Regions from separate parts of the Xenopus laevis genome. Here region 1 is linked to region 2. The links are chromatin contacts, called in public Hi-C maps. All regions are on one chromosome and are shown on one strand. Each heading gives the region's core, a stretch centred on a gene start, on an enhancer-like site or on the middle of the called end of the contact. The rest is flanking DNA. Distances are from core to core; before and after follow the strand shown. Region 1 overlaps bud23.L (BUD23, rRNA methyltransferase and ribosome maturation factor L homeolog). Region 2 holds the start of stx1a.L (syntaxin-1A).

Region 1 (4,119 bases), core at 1,615-4,114, 99 kb before region 2:
TTAGCTTTGTAACTGGCCTGTGTTTCAAAAATAGAATGTAAAATGTCAAACTATTAGTTGTTGTCATATAATCTATCATAATAAACCCTGGGGAAAGATTCAACATTGTGCTGCAATTCACTTTTTTGTTTTCTTATCGCAGGGAAGTTCGTGCTGACACCAAATTCAGTGGGCGGAAGAGAAGACCGCACTTCTAATGAACATTGTGCCAGTCTTCATGAAGGAAGACGAATATTGCTGTGTCCTAAGGGAAATACTGTGACTTTTACTTTTTCTACAAAGCACAGACTTTCCTGCCTTCCTCACTTTGGATGGAATTCCAATGTGTGTTGAGCAAGTTACACGTGTGTGGAGTGACTTTCTGTGCGCTTTCAGGAACTTGCCATTTAGTACAAAAACTAATTTCCAAACTCTTATTAAGAGATTTTAAGACAATAAAATAGCATGTTGTAGTCTTCCAATATCTTGATTGACAGTGTGCAGTAGTGCAGTTGTCCTTGCGCTGCTATTGCTATTTCGACGGTGAGCGGAAATCGCCCCTTGCACTTGCAGGCCACTTCTGCAGCATTCTGTTTTCCTTGGGCAGTTGAAAGGCAAACGATCTGTATCATCAAAAAATAAACTCTGTGATTCTGCCTGAAAATAATGTGCAGTGTTCAGTTTAAAAAAAAAAAAGGGGGGGGGGGACAGCTTTGGGGAAACATTTTATTGCATTTTACAAATGCTATTCACACTTCTGTGCTTGCATTAGTTGAAAAGTAGACTGCCACAGCACAATAATGAAATGCACTTTAAAGGAGAGGAAAACACACATTTGGGGTACTGTGTACTGCACTGAACAAGGTAGCAGCAGTCTGCTTAGCAGGGAAATACTGATAACAATTCTTAAGAGGAGAGTATCACCAGCAGGCAAGTGATTAAAGTTACTAGGGAGTGCGTGACAAATTCGAACCCCAAGTCACTTTGTTTCCTTCTTAAAAAATGTAATTTAAAACATTTTAAAAGAGACTTTTGGGAGGTTACAGTCCGTTTCCATGCTTTACTGCAAATCACACAGTTCATTATAAAGGGATTCTGTCACAGGAAAACATTCTTTTTAAAAAATGCATCAGTTAACAGCACTCCTCCTGCAAAATCCTGCATTGAAGTTCATTTTATAGAGCAAACATTTGTTTTTAAATCTGATTTTGAAATTTCACATGGGGCTAGATATGTTGTTTGTTTCCCAGGTGCCCTCAGCCATGTGACTTGAGCTCTGATCAACTTCAGTCACCCTTTACTGCTGTACTGCAAATTGGAGTGATATCACTCTCCTCCCCCCCCCCCACCAGAAGCCCAATTAATGAGGGTGAAGTAGGGTGTCTCCACGGACATGAACGACTTGTTTCACGCTACTGATTTAAAAACACTTGTGACTCAGATGGTTTATCTGAGTTGCTGGAAAGAAATTGTATGCAGCATACAAAAATGTTGGTATGTACACATTTCTTACAGTGACCAAACTGTAAAAGTTATGCAAGTACAACAAATTCACAGAAGGTATCCAATAGTTTTATAGATTTGATGTGATGCCACTAAACTTCAAAAAGTGTCACATAAACATTAAATAATGGTTGGTGCACCTTTTTTTTCTCTATACAGCCTTTAGCCAAATTGTTATCCACGTTTTGGAGTAAAAATGAGTCGGACGAATGGGGTTTTATCCAAGCAACTGTGTCCTAAGAGCTCACTCAAATAACCCATTTCAGTGCTAACAAAAGAACTGCCTTTTGCACAAATTCTGCATGTAGAGACATGATGTCTGGTGATTTCATTAGGCTGAAGCTTATATTAAATTTTCATTTTCGCAATAGTTCCCCTTTAAGAAAGATATTGCCAGGCTGAAGCCAGGAAGACTTCCCCCCCCTCCCTTTGTGGCGATTCCATAAAGGGTTTCCTTTTTGCCTTTCTCTGGATAATCAGCTAGCTTATGGGAATGGCAATTATTATTAATCAGTTATTTGTGTTCTAACATATGTAATATCTTACTGTATTATAGAAAGGGTTGTCTAATAAATATTTTGTGCTAAACTTTAACCTCCTTGCAGCTCCACCGGGGCAGTCAATCTGGTTGGAATTTCCTTTGCCTTCCTCTGGATCGGTATTATTATTTCCTGAGGGAATTTTAATAAAGGGAAAGGCTTGATAGGCATTTTCGGACTAGCAGGGTATTTGCCCAGCTGATATGACCCATGGGGGGATTGTTTTTTAAACAAACCCGATTCTGAAGAACAATTGAAAAGTTACTTAGAATTGGCCATTCTCTAACATACTAAAAGTTAACTCAAAGTGAACCCTCCCTTTAAAAAAAGAAATCAAGAAACATAATGCACCGTCTCTTTCAATTCATCTGTTCGCTGCTTTTTTATTCATTAATTCTCAAGGTCTGGGTGCTGCATATGGATTGGACTCTTCACCTTTTCTTTTTTGTTCCATATACAGGAATATGTTCTTTGCCTCGATGTTGGGAGGATCAGTCCATTGTGTTTTTGAAGCCATGGGGTAGGACTACACGGCCAACTTGGATGCGTTATCATCTGATCCGACGCTGGGCGTTTTGTCACCCAGCATCAGATTCCGACAAAAACGCATCCAAGTCGGCCATGTAGTCCTACCCTTAATATACTGCATATGGGTTTAAGTCTGTGAAAGCTTTGGATAACTGTATCACTTTTATACCACCTTTTTGTTATTTTTTTTAATCATAGCAGTGTGACATGTAAAGCTTCAGTATGGCCACATGATGGCACTTTTCTCCCATCAATAGGGAGCCGGCGACAGCACTGGACTGCAACTGCAGGAAAGCTTTGGACCCCTATGGAGAAAATCTCTTAAGCAGCAGGGCCTCTGTGATCCACTTTCTGCGCCCAAACTGTACTACAGACCCGCTGATGCACTTCTCTTACGGGATGCCGGCTTCTTAAAGGAACAGTAACATCAAAAAAATTTTTTTTTTAAACTAATACAAATATAATAGTGTTGTCCTGCACTGGTAAAACTGTGGTGTTTGCTTCAGAACACTACTATTGTTTATATAAATAAGCTGCTGTGTAGCAATGGGGGCAGCCATTCAAAGGAGAAAAGGCTCAGGTTACACAGCAGATAAGTTCTGTAGACGGTGGCGTAACTAGATATTACTGGGCCCCATAGCAAATTATTTTTCAGGCCCCCAAAATGTTTAGAGGTTGACTTGTCTTACTAATATTTATAGAAATCGTATATGAATTATGGCCTCATGGGGCCCCTATATCTCCTGAACCCCCCTGCAGCCGCAGGGTCTGATTCTTCTATAGTTACACCCCTGTCTGTAGAGCATTCAGGCCCTATTTGTGGAAAGGCCACCTGGGCCTAGGGCGGCAGGATTTTAGGGGGCAGCATGCCAACGACACTCACATTGGTTCAGAAACACCGGGGATGCATTGGAGATACAATAGATGTTTAAATTTTCTAAGCGCATTGCTCCCCAATGATGAAAATTTGTGTGAATAAAGGGGAGGGGACAGGGGCGATGAACAGCAGTAGGTCTAGGGGCGTCCGCTATGTAAATCTGGCACTGAGAACATAATGTTATCTGTTATCCACTATTTAACCTGTGTCATATAGCCTTTTTTTCAATTTCTGCCATTGCTACACAGCAGCTTGTTTATATGAACTATAGTAGTGTTTCTGAAGCACACAGATCAGTTTTACCAGTGCAGGGCAACACTACATGATATTTTCATTACTTTAAAACATTTCTAGGTTTTACTGTTTCTTTAAAATAGCAGACAGAAACATGGAGACATTACCGACTAGATGAATAATTGGACCTGCAGATCATTGCTGAGTAACAGCACCGAACTCCATATAAATCATTCCATGTATTTCTTTGTGATAAAGTCGCTGTACAAAGACTCGGCAGTTTGTCATAAATTGGGACAGAGCCACAGACACAGCTGCACAGATTCACTCTGGAGCAGCCCATCTTCTGGAAAGGGTGCAGCTAGTAATGATATTGTATTAAAATGTCTATAGCAGAAAATTGTAATTAGGCAGGAGATGATATGTATGGGCAAGCCAAAAGACCATTATATAACAAGC
Region 2 (3,671 bases), core at 729-3,228:
AACAATGTGTGCAGCAAATCTCCTCAACATTTTTCTGTCCTCCCTATTTATTTGATGCATTGTGGGTTCAGCAAAACAAATGAACAGCTGCACTACTAGTTATTTTTTTGGTATTGGTCAGACCACTAAGTGAAAATTGCAGTCTCTGATTTGCTAAAGAATCATTTACCCAGTGTAAATGGGATTCAGGGACATGTAGTTCAGAGCCGTACTTTGAGATTCTTGTTTTGGCACCTACAGGGTTAAATATGCCTGACCTGAAGGCTTTAAACCAATAAAATCCAGTTTAATAATAATAATAATAAAAAAAAAAAAAATATATATATATATATATATATATATATATATATATATATATATAATGAAGATGATATCATATCATCCAGTGTAATTCTTACAGGCATCAGCAGAAGGGAAACGGGGAAATGATTGCAATTATCTCTGTTTTGATGTTTTTGCTTTATGGGAGACTCATGATAAAAAAGTCATTTTGTATTCAGGGCACATTTGTTTGTATCTATTGAGCTGTCCAGCAGCATTAAAGCCACACGGTGCATCAGAGACAGAAATGTCCTCAGTGCTGTACATGCAGATAACGCCCTTCTGCAGGGACGCTTAGTGCAGCCCCCCTGGCGGAATACCTATAGGGAGTCAATATAACAGCAGGGTCTTTGGTATTAGCAGCACTAATGCAACAAGTATATTATCCAAACTGTCAGACGACAGCTGTAAAACTAATACTCCCTGCATCCCCCAACTACTATAACTACTCCCTGCATCCCCTTACAGACAGATGCCATTTGGCAGATGCCTGACCTTGTAGCTGACCACTCCTCTGAAGGGCCACAGGTTGGTCACCCCTAATCTAATAGGTCACAGATTGGTCACCCCCCCATCTCTGTAAAGCCACAGATTGGTCACCCCCCATCTCTGAAAAGCCACAGATCGGTCACCCCTCATCTCTGTAAAGCCACAGATTGGTCACCCCCCCATCTCTGAAAAGCCACAGATCGGTCACCCCTCATCTCTGTAAAGCCACAGATTGGTCACCCCCCCATCTCTGAAAAGCCACAGATTGGTCACCCTTCATCTCTGTAAAGCCACAGATTGGTCACCCCCCATCTCTGAAAAGCCACAGATCGGTCACCCCTCATCTCTGTAAAGCCACAGATTGGTCACCCCCATCTCTGAAAAGCCACAGATTGGTCACCCCCCATCTCTGAAAAGCCACAGATCGGTCACCCCTCATCTCTGTAAAGCCACAGATTGGTCACCCCCCCATCTCTGAAAACCAATAGATTGGTCACCCCTCATCTCTGTAAAGCCACAGATTGGTCACCCCTCATCTCTGTAAAGCCACAGATTGGCCACCCCTCATTTCTGAAGGGCCACAGATTGGCCACCACCCCCCCAAAGTAAATGTTATACTCACAGCACGTAGCTCTCGGGTCCGATCCTTCATTCTGATCCCAAGCAGAAGCCCACGGGGCCACAGAAAAATATGGACAGATGTCTCACTGGCTTCTCCCAAACACTCGCCGGATACAGGGTCTCGCTCAATGTGTCATAGGGGCAGACTGTCTGGAACACATAGGTGTCTGCCTGCAACTTGTCTGGGAAAGAAGCTCTGCCTGATCTCTACCCTTTTAGCGGGTAGCGGGTTGCCCCCGTCCCCTGAATAAAGATGTGTGCAAATACACAGCACTCATATACACAGCTCAGATGGACCTGTTAGCACACAGGAGTTCAGATGCCTTTTACAGATTCTGTACCAGCCATACATGCACCTGCAGCTTCTCCTTATTGTTGCAGCTTCTTTCCCCACTGATGTAGCTAAGTGCAGACAGCAGCGTTCAGCATCCCTGCTATACTACTTCCCTGTCTCCTTGCTGGAATCACTGCCCCTGCTCCTGCCTTCCTCCCAAATCTGCTCTGCACAGTCCCCAGCTGTGCTTACATCCTCCCCTATCTCCCTCTCTCAGCCGGGGATTGTGGGAGTGGGCGGGCAGCACACAGGCTCTTGTTGATGTTTAACCCCTTTCTCACCCGGGATCAGTCGTACTGTATCTGTTCTTGCTCACGCATCACTCAGTATGGGGATTTACACTTGTCCCTGCTTTAAAAAAAAAAAATTGTCAATTGAACATCCATTTAAAAGCATATGCACTGTGGCTGCTGTATACACAACACTAATGACTGCAACAGGTAAACAGCCCTCCTGTGAATTTGGCTATGTCAATATCCCCCAGGCACCAGCCATTATACTGTAATGCAGAACAGTGAGAGGGGAGGGAATCATTGTACTACTGGCTACAACGGCAAATACTCAAGTTGCACAAGCGCTGTAAATATTATTTAGCATTTGTTCCTGCAGTTGTTATTTATAAGCAATGACAGACCAGGACACAAATTATGCATTTCTGCTTTATTTACCCTTTGTGCTTGGAAAGTGACAGTTTCAAGTCAGTATATAATAAAATATTTGCCCCTAGATTGTAAAGATTTATGGGCAGGGCACTGCCACCTCTTGTCTGGATACTTCCCATTCAGTGTCGGACTGGGATGCCAAGGGCCCACCAGAAAACTTTAGACTGTGGGCCCACTTTCCAATCTATTATTCTTCTTCTCCACACTCAACCTCTTTATTCCCCCTTTTATATCTTCTTACTATATTCTTCCATTATTACACTTTTTGTTTTCCATAAAGAAATAGGGAATGACCATGAAATAGGCTAAATTGTTAGAAGCAAGAGGGTCCACTGACACCTTGGCCCACCGGAAGTTTTCCTGGTATCCAGGTGGGCCAGTCCAACACTGTTCCCATTTAATTATAATGATAATAAATAATGCATTTCTGCTTTTTGTACCATTTGTTTTTGGAAAGTTACAGTTTCAAGTCAGTATATGATAAGATATTTGCCCCTGGATTGTAAGGATCTATGGGCAGCGCACTACCACCTCTTGTCTGGGTACTTCCAATTTAATTATAATGATAATAAATTATTCATTTCTGCTTTAGTTACCATTTGTTTGTGGAAAGTGACAGTTTCAAGTCGGTATATGATAAGATATTTGCCCCTGGATTTTAAGGACTTATGGGAAGGGCACTACCACCTCCCAGGCCCGGACTGGCAATCTGTGGGTTCTGGCAAATGCCAGAGGGGCTGCTATAAGGTCCCATAGAAAGTCAGTATTTATTGGGCTGGTGGGGGCTGTTTGGGCCTCTATGTGGGCTGATTGGGCCTCTGTGTACCTGAAATGCCAGGGCCTATTTTAATTCTCAGTCCGGTCCTGCCACCTCCTGTCGGGGTACTTCCCATTTAATTATAATAAATTATTAATTTCTGCTATAATTACCATTTGTTTTTGGAAAGTGACAGTTTCAAGTCAGGATATGATAAGATATTTGCCCCTGGATTTTAAGTACTTATGGGCAGGGTACTACCACCTCATGTCTGGGTCCTTCCCATTTAATTATAATGATAATAAATGATGCATTTCTGCTTTATTTGCTGTTTGTTTTGGTAAAGTGACCGTTTCAAGTCAGTATAAGATTAGATATTTGCCAGACTGCTAGAAAAATAAAACAGATTTAGACTACACGTGGCCAAAATGGAAAACTTACATTTAAATTCATGTTTACATCATTGATATCGAAAAGCTGGCGAGTT

Evidence for each region. A called contact is a pair of places that touch in the nucleus more often than the background predicts.
Region 1: a Hi-C map of the XL177 cell line shows a contact between it and region 2, with 7 times the contacts expected there. The contact joins the enhancer-like site here to the promoter of stx1a.L in region 2. A contact is called at or near these places in 2 of 4 Hi-C or Micro-C datasets (the XL177 cell line and the XTC cell line).

Annotation. Positions count from the first base shown.
Region 1 is chr2L:41,874,571-41,878,689 of Xenopus_laevis_v10.1, reverse strand. bud23.L (BUD23, rRNA methyltransferase and ribosome maturation factor L homeolog) reads left to right here. Exons shown (of 12, transcript NM_001091900.1): 12 at 143-643. The coding sequence ends at 197. Among protein-coding and RNA genes, the nearest start is that of bud23.L, 11 kb to the left of the region's middle. Within about 2 kb of position 2,864, at least 1 of the 7 cell types and tissues checked has an H3K27ac peak or open chromatin away from gene starts, as enhancers often do.
Region 2 is chr2L:41,775,221-41,778,891 of Xenopus_laevis_v10.1, reverse strand. stx1a.L (syntaxin-1A) reads right to left here and starts at 1,978. Exons shown (of 10, transcript XM_018246182.2): 1 at 1,433-1,978. The coding sequence starts at 1,462.